2 separate regions of the Gossypium hirsutum genome follow, and region 2 is linked to region 1. Evidence: chromatin contacts called from public Hi-C data. All regions are on one chromosome and are shown on one strand. Each heading gives the region's core, a stretch centred on a gene start, on an enhancer-like site or on the middle of the called end of the contact. The rest is flanking DNA. Distances are from core to core; before and after follow the strand shown.

Region 1 (5,678 bases), core at 920-3,419:
ATATATAAAAGATTAATAAATAAATTATGAGGGAATGGAAGTTAATAACAAATTTGATTATGGTATATGACAATGGCTAAAATGACCCAAAGTCATTCTTTTAATTTAATTCGAACAAATATATTAGGTTTGATTCGATTCGAATTCCATCTCACTCGACTCAATTCTAAAAAATTTTAAATCAAATTAAGATGATAAAATATGATTCATCAACTCAAAATTTTTCATTCAATTTGATTCGATTGAACACTCACTCTCAAACAGAGAGTGAACCTATCAATGAAATTAATTATCAATAAACAAATATGAACTTATATTTACTATATTAATCGTACTATATTATTAATGAATTAGGTAATATTTTGGCAAAAAATAAAATATCAATGAATTTATAATATGGTAACTTTGTTGGATTCATTGGGTATCAAATATAGATATTTTGCAACAACTTATTAAAAGATTAGCTGACATGAGGTGACATCACATTAAATACAACTTTATATTTGCTAACTTTTCACAATTTCAAACCATAATTTTTCATAGTAAGTTTTCATCGTACATTATCCATCTTGGTGTTCTTTTTTTCACCTTTTATCATCACCATACTATACCAATATACAAAGCCTAATTATGAAAGTCTCTTTTTTTCTTTTTTTTGGTAAGTTCTGGATCTTCTGATTCTATGAGCTTACAATTTTCATTGCCAAATACAAAATTATTTTTTACACGAACACCATCCCCAACAAAGAAAAGATCCATCTATAAAATGTTTCCAAATGATGATAAATAATCCGTATTCACCTCCCTTTATACCATTTTTGACACCTTGGCTTGGGACTGTTATGTATTTATGATCATCACATTCATGAACTAAGATGAAGATGAAGCTTTCCTTGATGTATTGATGTTCTTGTTGCGACAGTATTGGTAGCTATTCTCTTCCATTCTTTCCACCACGAAATGTGCTAGAACTCCGTTCAATTCCACCAAGTTTTCCTTGCACAAAAACTCATCCCCAGACATCTTCTCCACATCTCTATAATAATCATGAACAAATATATGCGTCTTGGGATTGCCCCCTTTCTTGCTTCTTGCAAGCACCCCCGACGTGAAGATCGGTTGCATCCTTCCAGGGCCTTCGTCTCCTTCGCCTCTTGGCCCGTCGATCAATATCAAGTCCCAATCCACTTCGTAAACATGGTTCGGCAAATCATTGATTCCCAGCTTACAATCTGAGAACAGCAGGTTTTGGACCGGCCTACATTCGTTCCGGATCTGTGCTTTAGCAGATGCTATGAGCTCTCTCGTTTCGCTTGCCTTGGTCGTGTATTGGACGTCGTAAGCGTCGATTTCGGGGTGCAACTCTTCGAAATAGGCCGCGTAGTACCGGTTTTCGTCGATGAAAACGGTGCGGCCATTGTGGTTCAGTGCTTTCCACAGGAGGGTTTCTTGTGTTAGACCGAAAACGAGGAAGTTGCATGGGGAGGAACATTTACGTAGGACATCAGAGATCGGCTTCAGCTCCGCATATGTCATGTGGAAACTGTCGTTGGATCTCGAAGCATAATGGAGAAGGGTGTTGATGACGGTGGTGGGCAATAGTGCACCACCACCACCACCACCACCACCAAAGGCGGACACAGATGAGCCGGGGCCTCTCACGGTTGTCCTTACGGCTGCTGTAGTTCTACCGGAAACAGACTCTCGGGTGTATATGAGAGTTAAAAGGAAGGCAATAGTGAAAAAGGAAATGAAGGCAAGAAGCCATAATCTGCTAGAGCTGCCTTGTTTTTGGATATAAGGATGGAGGAGGATTAGCTTGGTATTACTGTTACTGTTCTTCATTTTTTTTTTGCTTTTGCAATCGTGGAGAACAATGTTTTGACTGGTGAGAGAATCAGAGAAAATGGGGTTTGATTTAAAGAAGGTTGAAACAATATAGGATTAGGCAAACATGAAGTGACATTACGTTAAATTACATTAAAGACAACCTAATAATATTCTAGAAAACCAAATTAAACCACATGGAAAACCATTTAAGTATTTCCTTTTTATGCTTTTGGGGTTTTGAAAAGTAGGTTGGCTTTGTTTTCACTGCAAAACTAACATGGAAGTGATGATTAATTGGGGTGAAAGAATGGTGAAAATGGGTTATCCAAAATTAGAAGTGGTATGAAAGAAACAGAGGAGAAGAGGGGTTGTTGAAGACCGGGGGCTGGTGAGGGGCAAAAGGAAAGTAGATGGGGAATATGATATTGTAGTGACCCGATAACTAATTACAAGCCAAATGTCTCTTTTCCTTCATCAATTTCAGGTTTTATTCTCAAGTAACTTTTTTTTTATACATTTATATATACCATTTCTTAAATAATGAGTTTCCATCTGAAGGTGACAATTCACCTGCTTCAAATTTCCCATTTGCAGAAACCAGGGTTTGGGATGAACAGAGTCACAGACTAAGTATGCAGGTTCTTTTATATTCCTTTAAATTAACTGATAGTCTGGTTTATAGTTATATTTGAACAATGTATAACCCAAAAACCCATATTTTTCATAACAAGTTCAACTGATCTAAGGAATCATGTTCATTAGGAATTTGTATTTGCAGGAAAGTTGTGTGTAAGTCCCTTTTTTTATTGGAGAGGCATGGGATCGTGCAATTATACATTTGAATCAGTGATCTCAGTGGTTCAACAGCTATGAACAGAATAGATTAAAAAATGACTTGAACAGCAAGGTAATATAATCAATAGCATTACTCGTTGCAAATACAGGTGATCATGGCCGAGTTGGGCCGGTCCCAGACAAAATTTTAGGCCCGTTTTTAAGCCCGGGTTTAGTCTGAAATATGGGTCTAAAAATTTGTCTAAGTCTGGACCGAGAAAAAATTGCTAAGCTTAATATATAATTCGGGCTAGGCCGTGCTGGGCTTGGGCTAAAAAAATTTTACCCAAGCACTGGACCTCATTTTTTTGCCAAAACCTATATTTCGTGCCTATATTTTTACCTAAATCCTCCCATTTTTCAGGTAGGTCTTGGGCCAGATCGAATAACCTTACTCATGATTACATCTAGTTGCAAAACAAGGTTATTACGGTACAAGGAAATGATGACAATCCTTACATTGGCCCAAAAAAGGTAATGTCAGACGATCTTACTTTATGCTTCTACACTTGTCGGTTAAAGCTTAGCCCTCTATAAAATTTTATTTTAGTCGCATTGGATTTTGCACATTAGTTTGTTTGTTGTTGATAGAATGATAGTATTAGATTAAATGGTTGTTTAAGTTTTCTTTTTTAAATTTAATGCTATGTTAGTTATCATTCAAAATTAAGGTGCAAGAACTAAAATATTATATTTTCAACAGTAGAGAGGTTAAAATTGCAGTAAACTCATCTTTTATCATTTGGGTTGCAAATACAAAAAATGAAGCCCTAAAAAAATTAAGTAGGGTATGGGCCTCCTGGGTTTCACCAGGCTTTTTTCTCATATGCCAGTGGTTAAACAACATAAAGCTTCACACCATCGTTTTCAAGTGACAAAACTGAACAGATTTCTAAAAAGAAAAATCAACAAAGATAAAATCCCCTCTCTTGTGCTTTTTTAGCCAAAGGGGCGGCTTTAATACTTGAGTTCTATGGTCCAATCAACAGTTATAATTTACATTAAAGAAAACAAAACAACATTGACATGACCTTTGTGGATTGGTAACGTTCTGTTTGGTCAATAAAGCATCTGTGTTTTTTCCTCGTTGAAATGGAGCACAATGCATGAAAGATTAAAGGGAAAGGCATTATTAAGGGATAAAAAGAGCACATGTTTAAGTGCATTTGGCTTCAAAGATGGGACATAAAGTTTGGGGCTTTCAACATGGGGAGGATATTCTAGAATGGTGAACACTAATGAAGTAATTAAATTAAATAAAAAAAAGTTGTCAAATTACCCCATCTTTAATCATAACAAGATGGAGGTTGAAGAAGCATGGATTTTTTAAAGAATCTTGATTAAGTATTTAGTAATGCAAATAAAAGTGATATTTTAAAATATTTAATTAGTAATTATTATTATAATAATAATATTGAAAAGAAGAAAATGATACCATTCCTATAAACAAAATTTGATAAAAAATTCGGTAACATTGATGCATTAAATAAAAATTAAATGAGTACTTACTAACATCAACTAGATGGATTATGTTTTAATACCGAAAATGGATATCATTTTATAATAGCAGTTTTGTTTCTTCTTAATTTCCTTTCCACTTTTGGACAACCTTCTATCATTAAATATGATTGAAGACAAATTTTCTTGAGAACATGCAGACTTAGTTCTTCACCTTTTTACTCATTGGCTTGCTATTTACTTTACTGCCATTCGATTGAAGTACATTTAATTGCTTTTGTGATAAAAGAAAACTTAAAAAGAAGCCCAAGCCCTTTGTATGAATGACACCTTTTAATAGGTAATTTTGCACTTACAATGTCATTCCAAAGTTGCAAACGTGAATCTATATGGTTCCTCCTCAAACGGATTTCCTGTGGCCCGAAATTTCCAACACTCACTTGCATGATTTGTTGCCACATCTATCTAACTAACCTATAAAAAGCTAAAGCAGCATGGTCCTAAAGCCTAGAAAGATTCCGGATCCGGATGGATTACGCCCATTTTTCTTTCAATGTTGTTGGCCATAGGTAAGATTCAATACATTAATTGCCATTATTCCCAAGTGTCAAGAAGTACCTTCAATCACTCAATTTCGGTCCATTAGTTTAAGCAACATGACCTATAAAATTATCACAAAAATAATGGCTGCTAGGATCAAACCAATCCTCCAAAATATTTTTTCTCCAATGGAAGATTTCTACCTAGCTGCTAAACTTCAGATAATGCTATTATTGTTCAAGAGATTATACATTTATTAAATCAAATGTAAAACAAGGTAGGAGCTATGATGATCAAACTTGATCTCGAGAAGGCATACGACAAGTTAATTAGAGTGGTCTTTCGTGCGGAAGGTTTTATTTGTACTTTAATTTTCCACTTAGTTGGGTTAAGCTATTATGGCCTGCATCTGGTCTACCATGACTACAGTTCTCTTCAATGGATCTAGACTATAGAGCTTTAAACCCTTACGTGACATTAGGCAAGTAACCCTTTATCTCTCTATATGTTCATCCCTTGTATGGAATACTTGAACCTTCAAATCTCTAAAGAAGTGGAGGAAGGACAGTGGAGCCACATCAAGCATCAAGAAATAGTCCATTACTTTCCCATCTATTCTTTGCAAATGATGTCATTAGCTTTGCCAAATCCATTCTTAAGACAATTAATTCCATTAAGAGAGTGCTTCAAGTCTTTATGGAGGAATTGGGACAAAATGTAAACCTTTCTAGGGTGGTTTTCTCCCCTAACTACCATGCACATAGAAAGAAAGAAATTGCCAACTCCCTGAATATTAAAGAATCTTTAGATTTAGGGTGATATTTAGGCTTTCCTATTCATTCCAAAAGAATCTCAAAACGGGACTATGAGGTCATTGTTGACAAAGCTTGAGGAAAGCTTAACGCTTGGAAAGTAAATACATTATCACAAGCAGGACAAATTGTGCTCATCCAATCTACGATGGCTTTGATTTCGAGATACTTCATGCAATGATGTTCCTTTCCATCGAGTATGTT
Region 2 (5,678 bases), core at 1,837-4,336, 38 kb before region 1:
GATGGAAATAATTCAACATCAAGTATTGAACATTTCCCTACCTGTCAACAAAACCCGATGATTCAATCTTCGTGGTTGTCTCTCAAAGTCCCTCCTATAGTAGCATGGCCTGAATTTGTTTTGACAGAACCATCAATTCTTAATTTCATCCAACTGTCTGTCGAAATAGTCTCTGCTCTCACCTTTTGTTTCACATTATAATTTTCTTTGGGCATGGAAGTGTATTGTTTTGCACAGCTGTACAAAACTTTGAAGATCTCTTTAATGCTCCATGACACTCCCTGAAAAATAATAATATTCCTATTCTTCCAAATGCACCACATGACAAGGTTGAATAAAGTTGACCAAACTACCTCATCGGAGGCGAGTTTTTGGTTATTTTGCAAATTAGACATGAGCCACTCCTACAGAGTCCCGGCAAAAACCAGGCTTACTTCTCTATTGGAACAATAAGCGACCAGACCGCTTTTGCTGCCCTACAGTCTCTGATCGCATGGATGGTATCCTCCGGAATTGCTCTACAGATCATGTAATGATCATCGTTTGTTAAACTGCGCTTAAGCCTCTCCACTTGCGTGAGTAAACGATGCTTAAGAACTAACCAAATAAACATCTGAACCCTCAGCGGCCCTTGATACTGCCACGGTATATTCCAAGTTTCATCTCTCAAATTCCACAAGTTTCCTTTAATCTGCTTATAAGCACTCTTGATAGTGAAAGATCCTGTTGAAGTTCCTGTCCAAGTGACTTTATCCAACCCAATGCAAGGGTGTGGGGGAGGAATGCTAATAATAAGGCTTATAATCTCATTCGACAACCTAACCCGAAATAAATCTAAGTTCCACAAGCCCTCCTCAATTACCATATTGTGGAGGAAACAATCTTCATCAAGGTTATTTCTGACGGAATAAGATTTATCCAAGGTCCAACTTCACGAATTCAATTGTCCTTCCAACACTTTATGGTATTACCATTACCTACAGACGAGAGAGTGTTCTCACAGAGGAAGGGCCAAATTTTCGAGAGTGCTCTCCAAAGAAAGGAGCAGTTTAGTTCTTAGAAAAAAGTTAAGATTTTTTTCATGCATAGTTTAATGAAATTCTCATAAAGGTTTTATTATTGATTGGTTTTTTAATTTTATTTTTAAAAGTTTTTCATTTTTATTTTAGAAATTTTAGAACATTTTGGAATTTTCTTCGCATTTGAAAAATTAGAATGTTTTGAAAATTTTCACAATTTTTTTTTAGAAATTAGTGTAATTTTTTATAATATTAAAAAAATTGATATATAGCTTAAATTTAAAATAATTTTTATATTTTTAAATAATTTTTAACTTAGATATTTAAAAAAAAACCTCATAAAATAATTGAAAAGTCAATTAAGTCCCCAATAAAAAGTCATCCTCATCTGCCATGTATCTTTTGTTGGAGCTTCAATGGTAACATACGTTTAAAGGCTTAATTGATTGTTAGTTTTCAATTAAAACACCGCAAATGAGTGTGATCTTATATTAGAAACTTAATTATTTTTAATTGTTTTAAGAGAGTTTTTAATATTTAAGTTTTTTTATATAATAATGTTTTGTTTTCATAATTTTACAAATGAAATTACAATATTATTGCATACAACCTTTTTTTTATCACTTAAAAAGTTAAATTTGTATTTGAATTTGGATTTTAAAATTTTAAAATTTATTAACTTAAAGTGATTTATTTTGAAAAATATTTTTCATTTAAATTTTTTATTTGAATAATTAAAATTTAGATTTAAGGTTTAACATTTATAAATCAATATGGATTGTTATACCACGTACCTTAACACCCTACACTATAATAGACATCACTATAATGCCATCAAGGACAACTGTTAGTAGGGGCGAAGTCAAAAATAATTTTAGGGGATCAGAATTAAATTATATATTTTTACAATAGTAAAAAATGTAATTTCACCATTTTAATAGTATATATCTTTATAATTTTAAAAGGATTAAATTAAATTTTTACCATTTTTGGAGGGGTCTAAGTACAATTTTACCATTATCAATTTAAAATTTTATAAATCATAAAGGGGCTTAAATGAAAATTTTTTTATTTTAGGGGAGACTGGACCCCCTACCAGCCCCCTTGGCTCCGCCCCTGATGTTAGATCCAATTTCATTAATTTTTTCCAACTTGCCAAGCACGCCAACTTTATATCGCAATGCATTTAGATCATACTCTAATCTAAGTCTAAATTGAACTCTACTAAAGAAGCACTCATGTAACGAGGAACACACTCCAAACCCTTATTCTTATATAAATATCAAGAGAAATGGTGAGAAAAACGGAAAAAAAGAAATCAACCATAGCCATCACTACACTCCTAAACCTCCATTTTAATAGCTTTCAACTATGTAAATCACCACCAAAGTCTATCCCCAAATTTGTGTAACTTAATTGTTTTATAGCAAATATAGTATAAGGAGATGTATTAGTGGTTTATTATTATGTGTTGTTTTTTTTATTATGAAAAAATGGTGACCTCGTCTTTGGTTCTAAGTTAGAAGAAGCAATCAAGGTATTTTATTCGATTTGCATTTGAAACATCCACCTAACTTTAACTGAAAGTTCTTGAATTCTTCCTTTTTTCACTCTAATTCCAACTTTTGTTTCTAAAAGTCCAAACTATCCTACTCTCTTTCTTTCGACATTTCAAACCAAAACTACACATTTTAAATCTTTGCTGATCCATTTGCAATAGGATATTATATACACATCAATCAAATCCAGATTCATGGCCACTCTTTATGTTTACGAATTTTGATTAACTCTTCTGTTTTTGGTGAATTACAATAAGATCGAGCTTGATTAATATGACTCAAATTCAAATCACATCTAAAATAATGAATACGTTTAACCATCAAACTATCCTATGGAGTTTAAATTTATATTTATAAGGGAAACAAAATCAAATTTTGATACTAAAATATATTAGAATTAAGAAATGTGTGGATGAGAAAGTCAAGAAATTGGGCAGGTGAAAGGAGCACGCCTTCTCTTTGGCTTTGGTCGATGCTGCCTTTCCGTCTTTGACTTTTGGCAGTCGGCTCTGCTTCATGGAAGCCGCACTCCTGTTCTTTGTCTATATATCCCCACGTGCCTCTGTTCAACCTCAATTATATTTTCTTCAATCACGGACACAAACTTCCCATATCTAATCATAATTTTATTTCCCATTTCTATTTAAAATTATATTATTATTACAATAATTTTAAAAAATAAGTGAATATGCGTAATTCAAGGATTGGAGATTATAGATAATAGACAATTTATAGATTAGAGAGGATTTATAGGTAGACTGATTATGGACTAGGTTGTCCGATTTGAAAAATTAGAAGGTTTAGATAAATTTAAAATTAGGTTTAAACAAAAAATAATATCCATTTTCTAAATGGGTCAGGCCTTGGATAAAATTTTTTTTAGTTCGGGCCTAAATAAAATAACTATTTTTAATAAAAAATTTCTATCATTTTTGGTGCTATTTTTGCTTTTATTTTTTTTGTTTTTTTGTTGTTTGGGTGTTGTTTTTTTGTGCGTTTTTACTATTGTTACGTTGTTGTTTTTAATTTCATTTCGGTGTCATTTTTAATATCATTTGAATATTGTAGGACTTATGTTGTATTGGTAATCTTGCTACTATTTCTATTACAACTATCTTAGTATAAGTATTTTTTTATGTATTTTCAATTTGTTTGTTGTTTTAATATTTGTTTTAAATTTTTTAAGTGTTTTTGATATATTATATATTTTTTAAAATTTGTTGTATATAATAAAATAATTTAAAAAAATTAATACGGGCTAAGGTTTGGCTTCTATAATTCGGGTCGGGCCTAGACAAAGTTTTAAGTCTATTTTTTGGGTCGGACCGAGTCTAGGCCTAAAAATAACCTTAAAATTTGGTTGAGACCTGACTCGGCCCAAAATCAATTCTAGCTATGAATAGTTTTAAACATTGCATCAAAAATAACAGATATGAATTAGCTCTAGCTATGAGTAGTTCTAAACATTACATCTTATAATTTAATATGATCAGAACCTATAATATAAATAATTTTTTTATATATTTTTGTTTCTTTCGTATTAAGTAAAACTTTTTTATAAAAGATAAAATCAAATGTAAATATTTTTTGATGTTGAATCCAACATACCAAGCAGAATGGAATAAATTGGTAGGAAGCTATACAGATGGTGAAATTGATGTGATTGAATGAACGTAAGGATCAAATCTATTTATTAAAAAATTGATGAGATAATAATTTGACCTGACCGTTAATGATAATTTCTTGAAGTGAAATTTGTTAAATAAATGTTGTACTCATCCTAACCAATTGAATATAAAAGAATGATTTGTTTTTATTATTTAAACCCCACTAGTCTATGTTACTAAAAATGATCAATTGAGCAGTGTTAGTGTATCTCTTCAAAAAATCATCCTAAAAATGATTTGTAATTTTGTCTTTTTTTATTCAAAAAATTGATATATCAGTATGATGTACAAATGATACATTTTGTGTCATTGTCTAGTTATTCCGTCAATCATACTAATTTTTAACTAAAAGAATCGATTTAATTTTTTATTTAACATATAGAAATTAATTTATCTCTTTTTTAAATAGAAGAGATAAAATAAAATTTAACTCTTAAAATAGAGACCTTGATAATATTTTTTCTATTTCTGTATTATGTTTATCATCATTTATCTTTTTCTAGTCAAATTCAAGTGTAAACTAGCTTGGTCGACCTATTGGTGCATGTGAAGTGCTTACAAGTGCAACTACTACTTTTATTTCTTAGGGTGGGTTTGGATGGACGATTAAGTGCGATGCGGTGCGTTTAGTTTACTTTTTGTCTCACGCTACAGTATCGCTATAGTGTCTAATTTCACCGCCACCGCTGTTTTTATACTAACCGCGGGTAAACGCATCGCCCATCCAAAATCACCTTTAGTTGACTTTGAAATTAGATTTATATTTATATTTATATTAAATTAAACCCCCCGACCACCGTCCCCCGTGTTTATTGGCAAGGAAAGAAGCATGCGGCAAGAAAAACACATGATATGATGCTGAACGTTCTAGTGAGTTTGATTCATTCCGTGTGGCAATCTTCTTATGGTAGTCTCAGCCCATCAAGCAGTCTAGCACTTTCTGCAATTACATGATTAGCCAGTCAATTGCAGTATACCATAAAGATATGAACAAACCAAAAAAAAAGAACTGAACAAAATTAAAATTATCCAAAATTATTATTTAAAATTAAAATATATACAAAATGTATATATTAAAATTAAATTATCCAAAATGTGAGAGATGGAGGCGGAGGGGGTTTGGGTTTTTTAAAATAAAAATAAAAATAAAAATAATTATTTTTATTTAATATTAATATAAAATTCAAAATTATTGTTTTTTAAAAATTATTTGTGTGTTTTTTATATTTTAAAATTTTATATATTATTTTTTTCAACAATATTTTTTATTTTTATATTTTCTAAAATTTATCATTGTTGTTTTGAAAATATTTATGTATTTTTATATATTTCTTTAAATTTTTTAGAATTAGGATCAAATTAAGATCATTTGTAAATTTCTTAAGGTTAACTTTTAAAACAATTGACTAAATCAATATAATATGTAAAAATTA

Evidence for each region. A called contact is a pair of places that touch in the nucleus more often than the background predicts.
Region 2: a Hi-C map of leaf shows a contact between it and region 1, with 3 times the contacts expected there. The contact joins the enhancer-like site here to the promoter of LOC107913220 in region 1. A contact is called at or near these places in 13 of 34 Hi-C or Micro-C datasets (anther, callus, fibers and 3 more).

The regions. Positions count from the first base shown.
Region 1 is chrD11:26,310,631-26,316,308 of Gossypium_hirsutum_v2.1, reverse strand. It overlaps LOC107913220 (protein IRX15-LIKE), which reads right to left and starts at 2,169. Exons shown (of 1, transcript XM_016841741.2): 1 at 481-2,169. The coding sequence starts at 1,845. The coding sequence ends at 871. LOC121223029 (a long non-coding RNA gene) reads left to right here and starts at 2,390. Exons shown (of 3, transcript XR_005920376.1): 1 at 2,390-2,460; 2 at 2,609-2,737; 3 at 3,029-3,313.
Region 2 is chrD11:26,349,604-26,355,281 of Gossypium_hirsutum_v2.1, reverse strand. No RefSeq gene overlaps it. Among protein-coding and RNA genes, the nearest start is that of LOC107913218, 14 kb to the right of the region's middle. Within about 2 kb of position 3,086, at least 3 of the 9 cell types and tissues checked have an H3K27ac peak or open chromatin away from gene starts, as enhancers often do. A contact at or near this core is called in leaf, where this site is marked.